3 separate regions of the Mus musculus genome follow, and regions 2 and 3 are each linked to region 1. The links are chromatin contacts, called in public Hi-C and HiChIP or PLAC-seq maps. All regions are on one chromosome and are shown on one strand. Each heading gives the region's core, a stretch centred on a gene start, on an enhancer-like site or on the middle of the called end of the contact. The rest is flanking DNA. Distances are from core to core; before and after follow the strand shown. Region 1 has its middle 30 kb from the start of Tas1r2. Region 2 overlaps Ubr4 (ubiquitin protein ligase E3 component n-recognin 4). Region 3 overlaps Gm46873 (a long non-coding RNA gene).

Evidence for each region. Hi-C and Micro-C count contacts between places; a contact is called where the count stands out from the background. HiChIP or PLAC-seq counts read pairs in DNA pulled down with a chosen protein or histone mark.
Region 2: an H3K27ac HiChIP or PLAC-seq map of embryonic stem cells shows a contact between it and region 1, with 4 times the contacts expected there. The contact joins two enhancer-like sites. A contact is called at or near these places in 1 of 15 datasets of contacts at CTCF or cohesin (embryonic stem cells), 9 of 484 Hi-C or Micro-C datasets (3T3-L1-derived adipocytes, brain, embryonic stem cells and 2 more), 2 of 115 datasets of contacts at active chromatin or transcription factors (embryonic stem cells and kidney) and 2 of 9 other capture datasets (embryonic stem cells and liver).
Region 3: a Hi-C map of muscle stem cells shows a contact between it and region 1, with 3 times the contacts expected there. The contact joins two enhancer-like sites. A contact is called at or near these places in 1 of 39 promoter capture datasets (hippocampal neurons), 8 of 15 datasets of contacts at CTCF or cohesin (the NIH/3T3 cell line, embryonic stem cells, hippocampal excitatory neurons and 3 more), 237 of 484 Hi-C or Micro-C datasets (2-cell-like embryonic stem cells, 3T3-L1-derived adipocytes, the 63-12 cell line and 120 more), 35 of 115 datasets of contacts at active chromatin or transcription factors (the 230-238 cell line, CD4 single positive thymocytes, PVALB interneurons and 19 more) and 2 of 9 other capture datasets (embryonic tail and pancreatic islet).

Annotation. Positions count from the first base shown.
Region 1 is chr4:139,681,497-139,686,212 of GRCm38.p6, reverse strand. No RefSeq gene overlaps it. Among named protein-coding and RNA genes, the nearest start is that of Tas1r2, 30 kb to the right of the region's middle. Within about 2 kb of position 2,107, at least 15 of the 459 cell types and tissues checked have an H3K27ac peak or open chromatin away from gene starts, as enhancers often do. A contact at or near this core is called in embryonic stem cells and muscle stem cells, where this site is marked.
Region 2 is chr4:139,485,805-139,490,520 of GRCm38.p6, reverse strand. It overlaps Ubr4 (ubiquitin protein ligase E3 component n-recognin 4), which reads right to left. Exons shown (of 106, transcript NM_001160319.1): 105 at 4,374-4,536; 106 at 988-1,354. The coding sequence ends at 1,290. Among named protein-coding and RNA genes, the nearest start is that of n-TVaac1, 58 kb to the right of the region's middle. Within about 2 kb of position 2,045, at least 20 of the 459 cell types and tissues checked have an H3K27ac peak or open chromatin away from gene starts, as enhancers often do. A contact at or near this core is called in embryonic stem cells, where this site is marked.
Region 3 is chr4:139,850,152-139,854,867 of GRCm38.p6, reverse strand. Gm46873 (a long non-coding RNA gene) reads right to left here. Exons shown (of 3, transcript XR_001784470.2): 2 at 4,099-4,250; 3 at 1,948-3,494. Among named protein-coding and RNA genes, the nearest start is that of Gm46873, 19 kb to the right of the region's middle. Within about 2 kb of position 2,312, at least 10 of the 459 cell types and tissues checked have an H3K27ac peak or open chromatin away from gene starts, as enhancers often do. A contact at or near this core is called in muscle stem cells, where this site is marked.

The DNA of each region.
Region 1 (4,716 bases), core at 858-3,357:
ATACATATACCACACACACATACAACTCACACTACCTGCTATCCTAAGGTCAAATCCCTTGAGGAGGGCCTGGCCCTTGCTTGGCCAACACCTACCTCCCACTCATGGCTCTCTCTGGCAGGAAGGTGCTCTCCCCATAACTATGTCCCACCTCACCCCACAGGCCTCAGCACTAACACCAGCCCTCAGACCCGAGTCACTTTCCCTCCGTCACCCTGTCTCACACACGCCAGCCACTGCTCACCTGGTCTTGGGTAGGCTGACCCTCACTCAGCACTGTTCCTCCACTGGCTTGGACAAGGGTGGGTCTCATGGTGGGGACTTCCACCCCGGACACTAACGCTCTGGTCCCTATGACACCAGCAAGTTCCTCTCCACACAGAACCTCAGTTTCCCTATCTGTGTACCAAGGGTGTTAGGTACACACAGCACGCAGATGCACTAGTGTCACCCATAGCAATAGTGACAGAGCGGCCCCCTGCTGGTTTTGGAAGACTCTAGTGAGTGCCCAACCTGGATGGGGTATCTAGGTCCTGGGTCAGCCTGAAGTGGCCATTCTCTTACACAGAGGTCAATGGCAGCTCAAACCTGACTTTCACACTGCCCTGTTCTTCAAGCCACCTTGTTGTTTACACCTCTTGGGATTTTAAAAAATCCTGTTATTTTCATTCTGTGTATGTGTGTATTGTTTTGCTTGTATGTATGTATGTATGTATGTATGTATATGTAAGAGCCTGTGGAGGCCAGGAGAGGTCACTTGATCCCCTGGACTGGAGATGCAGACAGTTGTGGACGCTAGAATTGGACCCAGCCCTCTGCAAGAGCAGCTGAGTCTCCTATTCAGTCCCTTGGTCTTGATTCCCGTCATTCTCTAAGAAAGGGTTGTGATAAACGCACACGTGTACATGCACACAAACACACAGGAAACACAAATATAAACATAAATATATGCACACACATAAGCTGCATGCATGTGCACACACAGGCATCCATCCACATATCTCTCCACACACGGCTGAGGCACAAGAGTCCTTACACACCCATCCCCTCACAATCCCGCAGCCTCCTATGCACACAGGCACAGACTCAGGCACCCATGTGCCCAAACCAACACAGCTGCCCTGTGCTCATCTCTGCTCTTGCTTTCTGTCTCACACACATGTCAAGTTTGACAGAGGCCATGACACCCATGACATGTAAAAACACATGAGGTACTAGAACCTAACTAGGCTGCACATTTGCATGACACTTTAATATAAAACAGCTTTGTGCTCTTCCATGTGTCTCCATGTTTTGTGTGCATATCGAGTGTCTGTCTGCCTGTCCATCTGTCCCAGCTCTCCAGTCCCTGGAGAAGGGAACCTGAGAGGCCCAAGAATGAGACCAACATCGCCATCTGCTGTCAGCTTCTGGGACTGCCCTTCAGAGAACACATGGGGTCCAATGGGATCCATTTCTGAAGGACCCCAGAGGCCAAGGCATGACCCTGAGAACCAGTGGGAGTTGCAGGAACATCCCTGCCCTGTGGCCTCTAATAGGTTTCGTCTTTAGAGCAACCTGGGAAGAGCTCCTCCCTTCAGGGTTCATAACTGGGGAAACTGAGGTTTCAAGTCCAGCGCTGACTAGGTAAAGAGATCATGGGATTTCACTCAAAACACATCCCTCAAATTCTAATTCTGCTTCACGTTCTCAGGCTGAGTACCACCCTCCCTGTGGGCGAGGACTGGCTGGCACAGATAACGAGGCTGGCAGTTGGGTGAAGTGGCTTGGAAGTATGGAGGCCCCGGGGCAAAGAACATGTGAGGCCACAGAAGTAGATACCCATATTCAGGGCTCTCACTGAACACTGCAGACAGGCTGGTCCAGCAAGCCTGGAATGGTTTGTCCTCGTTATCAACGCGACCGGTTTGGAAATAATGAAAACATCCTTTTGGACAGGTCTCTAGAGACATTTAAGTGACCTGGGAAGACTCACCCTGTGGGCGGCACCATCCTGTGGGTGGCAGTACCCTGTGGGCGGAGCCATCCTGTGGGTGGTACTACCCTATGGGCGGAGCCATCCTGTGGGTGGTATTACCCTGTAGGCGGAGCCATCCTGTGGGCGGTACTACCCTGTGGGTGGCGCCATCCTGTGGACCGCATTATCCTGTGGCCTGGGACCTTGGACCCGTCTCTCACTGGGTTCTGACTACAGATGCCACGTGACCCATGTTGGGCCCTATTTGGCCTTGGTTTGGGCCTTGAGGACAAACCAAAGCCTGGCTCAATTTTTGAGACCTGTCATTCTCCTCCTCTTTGAGAATGACTCAGCATGACCTACCGGCCGGAATGAGACTGCCTCTGCCTAGCTACCACTGATGTGTCAATTTCTTATAGGCCCCGTGAGATCACCTCGCACCCCCTCATCACCTCACTCCACCCCATAGGTCATCTCACCCCATACCCCTATCCCTACCTTATTGACTTCTCTATATAAGTAAGTGCCCAGTTTAGTAAAGTGAGGTCCTTCTTTGACAAGACTCCCTGCCTGGGCCATCCCACTCAGCCCCAGACAGACCAGGCTGGACCGGGTTCTCTCCTCTCTCCTGGACCTGCTGGCAAAGAGCCGACAACCGGCCAACTCACTCTGCCCACATGCCTTCCCCACCATGATAGACTGCACCTCATGAACTAAACCATGAACCAAATAAGGCCTTCTCCCATTTAAGTCATGTCTTACCAGGTATTATGCCCTAGTAACAAGGAAGGTGACCAAATACACCACCCCTGTGACAGACAGGTCACTGAGTCTGGAGAGGAGCTGGGATGAGCCCTATCCCAGGACCCAATTGTCTAGCCCAAAGCTCTCCCTTCCCCCAAACCTGGCTCCCTTCTTCCCTTTGGTTGAGTAAGTGGGGGGCGGGCTGGGAAGAAGAGGGTGATCAGGAGAAGGGATAGGATGACAGTGGGGGGTGAATAGGGTCAAAGTACATTGTATGCATGTATGAAATTGTGAACTGTAACTTTCATTTTTCCAAACCTATTTTTAATGATGGTTCTTAAATGCTTTACCCTTCCTTGTAGCCCACCACCCACCAGAGGTAGTGGGAAAAAAAGGATGCGAGGCAAGTGGACCTGTTTAGAAATGTGGTTTTTGTTTTGTTTTGTTTTGTTTTGTTTTGAGCAACTCCCTCCTGTGCTGTCTGGAGATCTGCAGTTCAGATCAGCAGACAGCAGCAGCTCGATCCACTCGCAAACACTTCATGGATACAGAACAGTCCAGTTCGGTAGAGTCGGGATAGCAAACACGAATCAGCAGTGGTGACACTACCTAGCAGAGACAGCCAGGCCTCAGCCTTGGCACAAGTCAGCAGCAAGAGGGACACCAGGAAAAGTTTTGGGCTGTGCCTCTCTCTGGGAAGTGAAGATCAGCAAAGACTTGAGATCCAAGCATTGCACAGCTGGTTCTAGAAGCAAGCCAAGCTCAGCCTTCGTCACCATCCGTCAAGTCCTTTTATACTCTCTCCAAACATCACTGTGTCCTCCACAGGTCTTGCCTCAGCATGGGTCTTGCTTCAGCACATGCGTCTGTCTCAGCTGACATTCCCTCTGCCAATCAGCCCAAGTCCGCAGAAGCAGCAAAAAACTGCAGCACACCACCAGAAGAGTTTCCCTCTATGGAGTCCTGACAAATGCAGCTCAACTATGCGATGTAAGGCAGACCGATACATGTGTGTTGTTAGCAAAGAATCCTTCATCATGGGTCCTTTCACATGCTTGTTTTAGCAGAACATCCTCTCTCCTGTGTCTACTTTAGCCAAACATTCCTTCACAAGTCTGCCTTAGCCTTTCACCTACATCCACTTCAGCTAAACGTTCCTTCCCGTGTTTGCTCCAGGCAAACACCATCCAACTGACTTTCCAAAGAACCCTTAAGTTTCCACTTCAGTGAAGGGAAAGTAAGGATTGGAAAAATTCATCCTGGATGTCACCATGACCACTGTCTCAGCTAGGGTTTCACTGCTGTGAGCAGACACCGTGACCAAAGCAACTCCTATAAGGACAACATTTGATTGGGGCTGACTTACAGGTTCAGAGGTTCCGTCCATGTTCAAGGTGAGAACATGGCAGTGTCCAAGCAGGCATGGCGCTAGAGTAGCTGAGAGTTCTACATCTCTATCTGAAGGCTGCTAGCAGAATATTGACTTCCAGGAAGCTAGGATGAGGTTATTAAAGCCCCCACACCCACAGTGGCACACCTACTTCAATAGGGTCACATCTACTCCAACAAGGCCACTCCTCCAAATAGGGCCACTCCCTGGGCCAAGCATATACAAACCATCACAACCACCATCACCAACGCTGTCACCATCAGCGCTGTCACCATCACCACCGCTGTCACCATAATTCTATCATCACCACCCTCATCAGCATCACCCCCATTATCACCATCAGCACCATTATCATCCTCATCAATAACGACACCATACTCAATGCATCCATGACCATCTCTGTCATGCCCCTATGGCCACCTAGCTAACTTAAACACATCACTAGCATCTCCACCATGATCCTCTGCCCAGGGTGGCTGAGATGCATCTAGGAGGGACTGTACCAGGGAACAGAGAACCCCATGTGGGTGACACTGAACCTGGACACTCCTGGAGAGTCGCCAGTCAGCGGGGCTGATTAAGGAGGTGGTACAGCTTTGTTGGAGAATGCACATCACAGGAGGCA
Region 2 (4,716 bases), core at 796-3,295, 200 kb after region 1:
ATGTCTAAACTACCTCTCTGGAGTCCAGCAGGACAGACAAGTATGTGTAGGGGGATCCAAAAGAACAATGCCAAGGTCCCCACCTTACTTGCTGAACCCAAGTTATATGAGAAAAAGCTGCAGAATCTAAGCAGCTGGGAAAGCAGCCCTCTTCCAAGGAGATGCTATGTCTTTCCTCCAGGGCAGGCTGGCCCCAGGCTGCATCAGGAAGGGAAGCCTGCCTGGCAGTTCCAGGGCTAACTCAACCCCCAGTTGCTTGTGCTCTGGCCTGCCAGGGCTTTGGGACAGCACCCAAACAAACTGCCTTTGTCTCTCTGTTAGAGCTAAGCACAATACTCTTGCCTTTTGGCTGCAAAGGCTCTGGGGAAGCAACATGGTGCCTTGGTTGTGGAAGTCATCCAAAGGAGACCAGAGGCATCACAGGCCCAGATGGTCTGGTCCAGGGAGCAACCTTGTGAACCAGACATTCAGAGGGGCTGATGTCACCAAAGCCTTTGGTTGATGGGAGTTAGCCAGCTCTTCCTCCCGACAGGCTGTGACTGGGTCAGCCTTTTGCTGAAGTCTGAGAAAGGCTCTCAGGAGCCAGGAGGTGGGGGCAGGTCTCAGAGGTCCAGATACTAAGTTCAGAGGCGCCTCACCTGTCAACTGAGGTCTCAGCAGGCGACTTGGGGTGCAGAACAATGCACAGGCTCTTCCTAGGGCGGTGGGCAGAAGAGCCCTAGCAGTGGACACAGCTATTCTCACTATTCTCACCCTTCCCTGAAGTCTCTCCTCTCTGCCTGGCAGCCAGCAGGAGACTGTCAAATGCTTTCAAGGCCTTTGAAGTAGATGCTGACCAGGGCCTGCTCTGCTGAGCCCTCTTTTGGCTAGGGACAAAAAAACCATCAGACCCCAGAGAACACAATTCAACTCCAGCAGTCTTCCTGGTGTGTCACTGCAAGGCTGTGAGTTCACTGGAAAGCACTGGGCAAGCAGCAGCTAGACCCCTTTCCAATGTGTACTAAGTCATTCATTTATTTCAAGATGTACACACTCAAGCTGGCCGGGACAGCTCACAGCTCCTAGGTACGTATAGGTCCTTCAATGGCTTGAGCTACAGACAACTTCATAGCCTGCGCAGCACACACACACACGTGATAGAACAGGAAGCCTACAGACCCCAAACCACTCCGAGAAAACTGAGGGAGGAGGGGGTGCTAATGCAGCATCCGTGGGGGAAATGAGTGCACACGGAGAGATGAATGAGGGGAGAATGCAAGCTAGCTTCAATCTCATTTCCATGGGGATGGTCAGGGGACTGAGTTCAACAGGTCCTTTAGGAAGCTCTCTGGATCGGTGATTTCTGATAGAAGACCTGGAAAGCAAAGACAGTGTGAGTGGGAGTAGCACAGGGCCCCCAGCCCCACCGAGTCACAGAAGCCTGGTTCACGAATAGGATATACTGTGCCAGCATGCTCTGATGGGATTCCAGCAATGGAGGGGAGGTGACCACTGTGTGACTAATACTCTGCTTGAGAAGTGGGTGCTGCTAGGACAGTGTGGCAGATACCATTTTAAATTCCCTGGAGTGGAGGATTTCCACCTGTCCAGGGGTCACTCAAGGGGCTATAAAATACTGCAACTCCCAAGTTTTTCTTTCTTGTCTTGTTCCTGATCCCAGACTGGCCTCAAACTCACTATGTAGCTGACAACCTCCTTTGAACTTCTGTGCTACTATGCCTGGTATATATGGTGCTGGAGGGACAGAACTCAGTGTTCCATGCATCCCAAGCAAGCAAGCACTCTTCCAGCTGAGCCACACTCCCCTACCCCAGAGTGGTGATGTGCGTGTGTGTGAACATGGTCTTTCTCCATGGCCCTCGCCTTCTTTTCTAAGATTGGTTCTCTCACTGAACCTAAAGCTCACCGGCTGGCTAGACTGGTTGGCCAGCAAGCTCAGCCTGGGATCCTACTAGAGGCAGTTTCCCAGCGCTAGAGTTACACCTGCACCTGGCTTTTCTGGGGATCAGAACTCAGAGCCTCATCCTCAGCCTTTGTCATTTTAAACTGGTCAAAGAAAGGCAAATGCTGATGGTCTTATGGGCTGAAGGTCAGAGCAGGACAGAGGCCTCTGATTCTTCTGGGCTTCGATCCCACCACAGGCTTCCTAAGCAAGCTGCCAGAGCTCAGGGCTCCATTGCTTCAGCTTTCAGAAAGAGACAACAGGGATCCCTCCCTGCCTGCCATGGGGACTAACTGAGGATGGCCTTCCTAGTGGAAGGACCCAGTGCACTCTCTACATCAAGTCCTTGGCCCGGCACCTGACCTCATCACTAGTGCAGAGCAAATACTAAAGCCTCAAGTTAAACTTGAGCATCCGAACACGTCATCCCTCAGAGCATCTGCAGGAACAAATGCAGCCAGGCTGTCTCTCTTGGCTCTGGAAAGTGTTTTGTTCTTGAGTCTGAATAGAGCATACCCAGTGCTCTGGTAGTTTAAAGGTCTGAATTAAGGTTTAAAAGTCTGGCCTTCATGACTCCAGATACATATGTAGCAGAGGATGGCCTTACCTGATAGCAATGGGAAGGGAGGCCCTTGGTCCTGTGGAGGTTTGATGCCCCAGGGTACAGGGATGCTGGAGCAGTGGGGCAGGAGAGGGTGAGTGATGGGTGAGCACCCTCATAGAGGCAAAGGGGAGTGGGGAGAGGGTGGATGTAGATGGGTAACTGGGAAGTGGGATATCATTTGAGATGTAAACGAATGGAATGATTTATTTTTAAAAAAAAAGCGCAAGCCTAGCCTCACAAAAGAGGCTAGAGACTCTATGCCTAGGGCCTGTGCGGGGCGAGGCCTGGGGTGGGTGAGTCCTTCGCCCTGGCTACCTCTTCTCACTGGCTTTGACTTCTGTCGTCATTTCTGCCATCTGTGATGAGCACAGACCTTGGCTGAGGACACAGGTGAGCTCTGTGCTCTTGCTCAAGACTAACTCTGAGGGAAACAGTGAGCTGCCTCAACAGCCAGGCTGGGAAGACACAGTCAGGAGGACTAAGGAGCCATAAAGTAGGAAACAGAGGTGAGCAAGGAGACTACGGCAGCTCAGACAGCAGGGCAGACCCAGAGACACCATCTTAGGCAGAGCGTGCTCAGTGCTTGGAAACCAGAAGGGTACATGCAGACAGGCTCTCGACTAGTGGGTGGGCCTCCTTCCCGAGGATACAAAGGTGAGCGGAGATGTTAACAGCACCGTTCCCTTGGCAACAGAGCCTGGGGGATTTCTCCCTTGCCCGTATACAATTCCCACAGTGAACACCAGAAAGTGCAGAAGCATGGAGCCGGCTGACAACAGAAGCTGGGCAGGTCCAGTTACATCTGCTTTGGTGCAGTCTCCCGACCCCCCCCCCCCAAGACAGCGCCAGTGGAGGCTGTGACACAACAGCTCTGGGACCCAGGAGCTGGAATCTCTAATCCTGGGCTGATCTTCCCAAGCCTGAGCCCAGGCCATGCTCTGCTCCCAACACTTTTTAGCTATGAAATGCAGGTGAGTGTTAAAGCGCCTGCATCTGAGAGTCCAACTCCCACAAAGAGTTTGTATGGGAGAGCATGGACTTGAGGGGCTGGGAGCTGTGGAGCATCTGCTCCCATGTCACCCTTGGGGTGATGCCTCTCCACCTACTGCCCAGGGCTGGGAGGCAGGGGAAGGCAGGAGTGCCCTTTCTCCTGTTAACCCTGACGAAAGGTTGGAACCAGGAGTTCCTACTCTCCCACATCTGCTTACTTAACCTCCACAGCCTCTACTAACAGTATAAGAGAATGATGCTAAGAGAGTAATCCAGAATGCTGGACTCCCGTGCCAGTGGTCGAGCTGAGGCAATGGACAGGGCATGCTGAACTTAGCTTTTTCATCTGGGGGTGTTTTCACTTTTTTTTTTTTTTTTTTTTTTGAGACAGGGTTTTTCTCTGTGGCCCTGGCTGTCCTGGAACCCAGAGATGCACAGCCACTAAAAGCAAGTTCCACTCCTGCTGATGAGTGGGCTGTTTGAATGGACACCTTTCCTATGACTGGAGGGGGTTAGTGTGCGCCTACTTCTGCTCTGTGAAGATGAAGATAATGGCCAGTTCACTGAGGCAGACTTGGGCTTTGCTCCAGAGAATCTCTACAAGAGAAAACTGCACTGGCCAGGCGCACGCCTTTAATCCCAGCACTCGGGAGGCAGAGTCAGGTGGATTTCTGAGTTCGAGGCCAGCCTGGTCTACAGAGTGAGTTCCAGGACAGCCAGGGCTATACAGAGAAACCCTGTCTCGAAAAACAAAACAAAACAAAACAAAACAAAACAAAACAAAACAAAACCAAACCAAACCAAACCAAACCAAACAAAACAGAAACCGGCACTGACCTGCTGCGTCGAGGAACTCCGAGAAGGTCTCCACTGGCATGAACTCCTCCTGGAAGGTTTTCAGGGCTTTGTCGGCAGCTTCGTAGATGGGCATGTCATTGTGGCGGATGTACTCGGCCAGAGAGCAGGACCAGCCGCCCTCAGTGTTACTAGTGGGCACCTTCTACAACAATCAGTGGGACATGGGCCAGGTGAGTAAGTGAACGGAGCTGGCTCTGTGTCTAGTCAGGCAGACCGTCTCAGTGCTATGGAGAGCCCACCAACATACGACAGAGCCTTTCTGGAAGCAAGGAGGGCCTGCCTGCAGGGCTCACTGGCCTGATTCTCTTTGCTTATGCAACGT
Region 3 (4,716 bases), core at 1,063-3,562, 170 kb before region 1:
CCAGAGGACTCACTGCAGACCCTCCTCTCCTTGGGAACCCTTCCCGGTGCTGCAGACGGATCCTTGCTGGCTTCGGAGTACCCAGGCTGATGGTAAAGGCTGCGGGGAGCTAGGGTGATCTTCACAATAGAGCAGCCCCTGGGGACTTAATCTCAGCCTTCAGGAGGCAGAGGCAAGTGACCCTCTGGGAGTCTGAGGCTAGCCTGGTCTACATAGCAAACTCCAGGACAGCCAGGGCTAAAGAGTGAGACCCTGTCTCAAAAGACAAACAAACAGAATGGAGTTGGGGGTTGAGATCAGCCAAGTTCTCACAGCTGAAACCCAGGCGCGGGTTGCCTGTTCCCTTTGAGAAAAAGTCTAGGTTGTCTTTGAACTCGTAACCCCCCACCCTCACCCCCACCCCCACCTCATCCTCTCCATGAACTGCCCTCCGGCTCGAGCTACCACAAACGGCAGCTTTCGTGTTCCCTGGAACGTCCCGTGCTTTCTGTGTCCATCTGTCCTGTTCCTGCCCTTGTGCCTTACCTGGGTAGGTAAGTACTTTGGTCTGCCCTGGCTCTGAGGATATCAGGTCCTCCCTCTTCCACACTGGGCCCCCAGAGCTTGAAATAGGCACATGGCAAGAGTGAGGGTGGGTTAGAGGGTGTGGCAGACTAAGGGGCTTCTGCACAGGAGTGGGGACCACAGGAGAAGGGAGGTAACGAGCCCCAGATGGCAGGGGTAGAGGCTCCCTCAAGCCAGGCCTCTGGGAGCCAAAGCTGGGCAGCTGCTTGGGACGTCAGGACCCAACAGAAGAACTCGGGCACCTCCTCTTGAGCATCTCAGGGTCTCTGAGCTTTTCCCAGCCATTGAGCCTCCATTTACAGACACATTCACACCACAGAGACATACACACAGACATGCATACAATACCACACACACACACACCATACACACAAACAACACACACCACAGCATACCACATACCACAACACAGATGCACAACATATACACAGCATGCCACACACACATGCACACACCACACACACACTCACAAAACACACAATACAACACACACAATACACATAAAATCAACACACACAATACCACACCACATACATATGCAGACACACACACAATCAACACACACAATACCATACCATACACATACACATGCAGATACACACTGCACATACCATACCACAACACACACTACACACACACCCCACCCATACCCCCCACACACACCACAGCACACCACACATTACACATACACACACTACACACACACCACACATTACACATACTACACACACACACACACACTTCCCACCAGAGCTATGCAGTCCCCGAGGCCCTCTGTCCTCAGCCTGAAGAGCACCCTCTTGACTCCCGCCCAGGTCCTCCTGCTCACCCACCCCCTTGTCACCTTCTTCACCCATCCAAAGTTAATTCCTGAGAAACTTTCCTTGGGAGCGATTTTCACTTCTTATTATGCCCGCTGCGCCAGCCCTACTCCGTGCTATCTGGCTCCTTCAGCAGGGAAGCTGGTGTGACACTTGCCTGGAACAGCAGAGGTGACTGATGGGGGTTGGGGGGGTGGCTGTCTCCTGGGATTATGATAAGGGCTGGCGGGCTCTTGGTATGCTGGCCAGGCCTCGCCTTCCCCTCCGCACCGGCTGATAGGGGTAATTTTCCATGCTGGCCCTATCTGCTATCGAGGGAGAACATTCAAACTTAGCCCTCCGTTCCGATGCCACAGCACCCTGCAAGACGCCACCCCCTCCCAAGGAAATAGAACCTCATGATTTGAAAGGGAAAAAAATTTAATTGAAGTAGCCAGGTCATTCCTTCCCTATCGACTCCCAGATTTAATGGAAAACTCCAGACGGGTTTTTTTTTGAAGCCACGTGTGAATGTGGGGTGCTGGAAGACAGGCTGGAGGATGGGATGGAAGAGAGCTCAGGTGGGTAACAACCCCGGGACTGTTGTGACCTCATGCAAACACAGGGAGGTGCCCTAGCCCAAGACTGGTGCTCGGGTGTGGAAGGGAAGGTAGGTTGTGGGGAGTCCTGAAGAACCATTGGGGACAGGGAGCTGCCTTCATTTTCTATGTGCATAAAATTTTACCAAAGAAGAAAGAGGCGTCCGGAAGGTCCTCATTCCTGCATTATGGTCTTTATTGTTATTACCGGAGGGCTGGGGATTGTTTTCTAGGTTCGGAACCGTCAGCAGAATATTTACTGTATTGCACGGTGCGTTAGTAACTAGATTGCCTCCGTCTCCTCCTCCCACTCCAAGTCCCGTCTCCCTAAGGCAGGAGGAGGGTTCCCTTTTTGCCAAAGTCAGCAGCCAGGGTAGAGACGCCTGGCTCCCGGAACTCCGGGCTGGCTTCCGTGGCATCGCCTCAGGGGCCTCAGGCAGGGAGGGGAGGCTGCCTGGCTGCAGGATCCATCCTCCTGCTCAGCCTGGAGCTGGCTGCACCCCTTGTCTCAGAGACTCCCCCGACACCCCTTTGGCAGGACACCACACCCGGAACAACCGTCAGTAGCCACAAATGACAGCCTAGACAGCCAAGGGTGGCTGGCCGCAGGGAAGGGCTGGGCCACGGTGGGATGCACCACCAACCCCCTCCCACAGGAGCTGGGGGACAAAAGGGCCGAGAGAGGCTGCAGCCTGTCGCGGGCCCGGCCCACTGCAGCTTCCCATACAGGTTTAGCAGGTCTGTCCCAAGGAGACATGGCCACAAGCCATTCATTACAGATTGGTTCAGGGGAAGAGGGCTTCTGCAGACAGCCCGGCTCAAGGCTTCCAGCTCTTCCGTCCGCCCCTCCTCCTGTGAACAGCGCGAAGTGCTGAGCCTTCTCCGCATCCGGCCTTGAGCCGCACTTTTTCTCACCTATCACCTATCATCTCTTGGGCCTCCTCGCTCTGAACTTAAGAATTGAGCAGTGGATGGAGCTGGGAGCGTGGTTTAAGTTGGCAGAGTGCTTGCTGAGCATGTGCAAGGCCTGGGTTCAATCCCAGTGCCTTCCAAACCAAGAGTGTCACCCCAACACTCGGGAGGCAGGAGGATTACAAGTTCAAGGTCATCCTCGGCTACAAGTTGATTTAAGGATAACCTGGGCTACGAGAGACCCTGACTCAAAAATAAGAACAACAGGGTCGGGCTCTGTGACACACAGCATCTCAGAGTCCTCCCCCACAGCATGCGGGGAGGAGGCTCTGTTCCATCCTTACTGCAGACGAGAAAGGTGGGGGTGAGGAGAGCTGGTTGGATGTGGGAGGGTAGTGTGACTTTCCCCCCCACCCCGCGCGTCTGCGGTACCCACTCCAAATCCCTCCTGGGCACAAGGCACCCGCACCCACGATGATTCTGTGAGTCTAGGATTAAACCTTCATCATTCAACTTCTCATCAACCTAAAATAAATACAAATGTGTGCCTCGAATCTTAAAGCTCCGTGCCGGTTCCCAGCCGCAGCCGACTTTGTGTGCCAGGGCAGACATCCACGAGCTGTGGGGAGATCGCAGGCTTTTACTCTGGGAGCTGGGCAGGGAGTGCATATGGCTGCCAAGCCCAGCGCGACACCGGAGCGCCCGCCCGCCCGCCCGCCCGCCGTATCTCGGTCTGATTTCTGTGGCTGTAACAAGATGCCTAGTTGGTGGTGTGTTATGAAGAAAAGAGGATTCTCTAATTCACAGTCTGGAGACTTTAGAGCGTGGTGCCAGCGTCTGGAGTGGGGCCTGGCTGCATCGGAACATAGCAAGGCAGCATGGTGGGAGCCAAGGGACTGGGAGAAGGCACCTGGCAGGAGAGGAGGCCAGAAAGACTCAAGGGCAGGTTCATGGCTTCCCAGCCACCTCTCTTGCGGGAACTAACCAGGGTCCTGAGAAACCCTAGTGGACCTCTGCAGTGGGCAGAGCCCCTGACCTAACTGCCTCCCGTTAGGCCCCGCCCCTCAAAGAGCCCACCTCCCACTAGGCCCCTCCCCTTAAAGAGCCCATCTCCCATTAGGCCCCGCCTCTGAAAGAGGCCATCACCTAGCTGAGGTAGAGAGCATGCTTCCAGCCAGGTAATCTGACAGATATCCTTAAACCATACCCAAACCATAGCTCACCATTTTCCCAGCATCCTCTCAGCTCCACCACAGCTCACCAGTGCCCACCAGGCCTGTTCTTCTCTCTCTGGATCACTGTTCAGACAGATGACTTCCTGCATCTCCATCACTACTGTCACAGGTGGGATATCCAGACGTTATCCAGAAGGCACCTGCAGAGAAAGAACTCTGCCCTCTCCACTTATGACAGCAAATTCATCTATGTATTTCCTGCTTACTGGAAACTTCTGCTCAGCGAAGTGAAAACTGGCCCACTAAGAAATATAGGCTCTAGCAGTTAAAGTCACTGGTGTAGCTTTAGCCAGTGGCTTTAACCTCTCTGACCTTCGGTCTTCCCATCTGTGAAATGGGGTCATTGGGATTCTAATAATACATGTTCTGGGGGCCCTAGGGTATGTTTCAAAGCCACACTCGAAATACTTAGCCCAGAATAAGGAAATGGCATAATACAGAAAAAGCAAGCAGGCCATCTAGAGAAGCTCACGACTTCCCAAATGGGACACAGTGCCCTGGAGTCTCCCTGCTTTACTTCCTGGTAGCCAGTCTCCACCAGAGGCATAGAGAAAAATGTGACCTCATCACATGACTGCATCTTAGCTGAGAGCGGGGGGGGGGGGC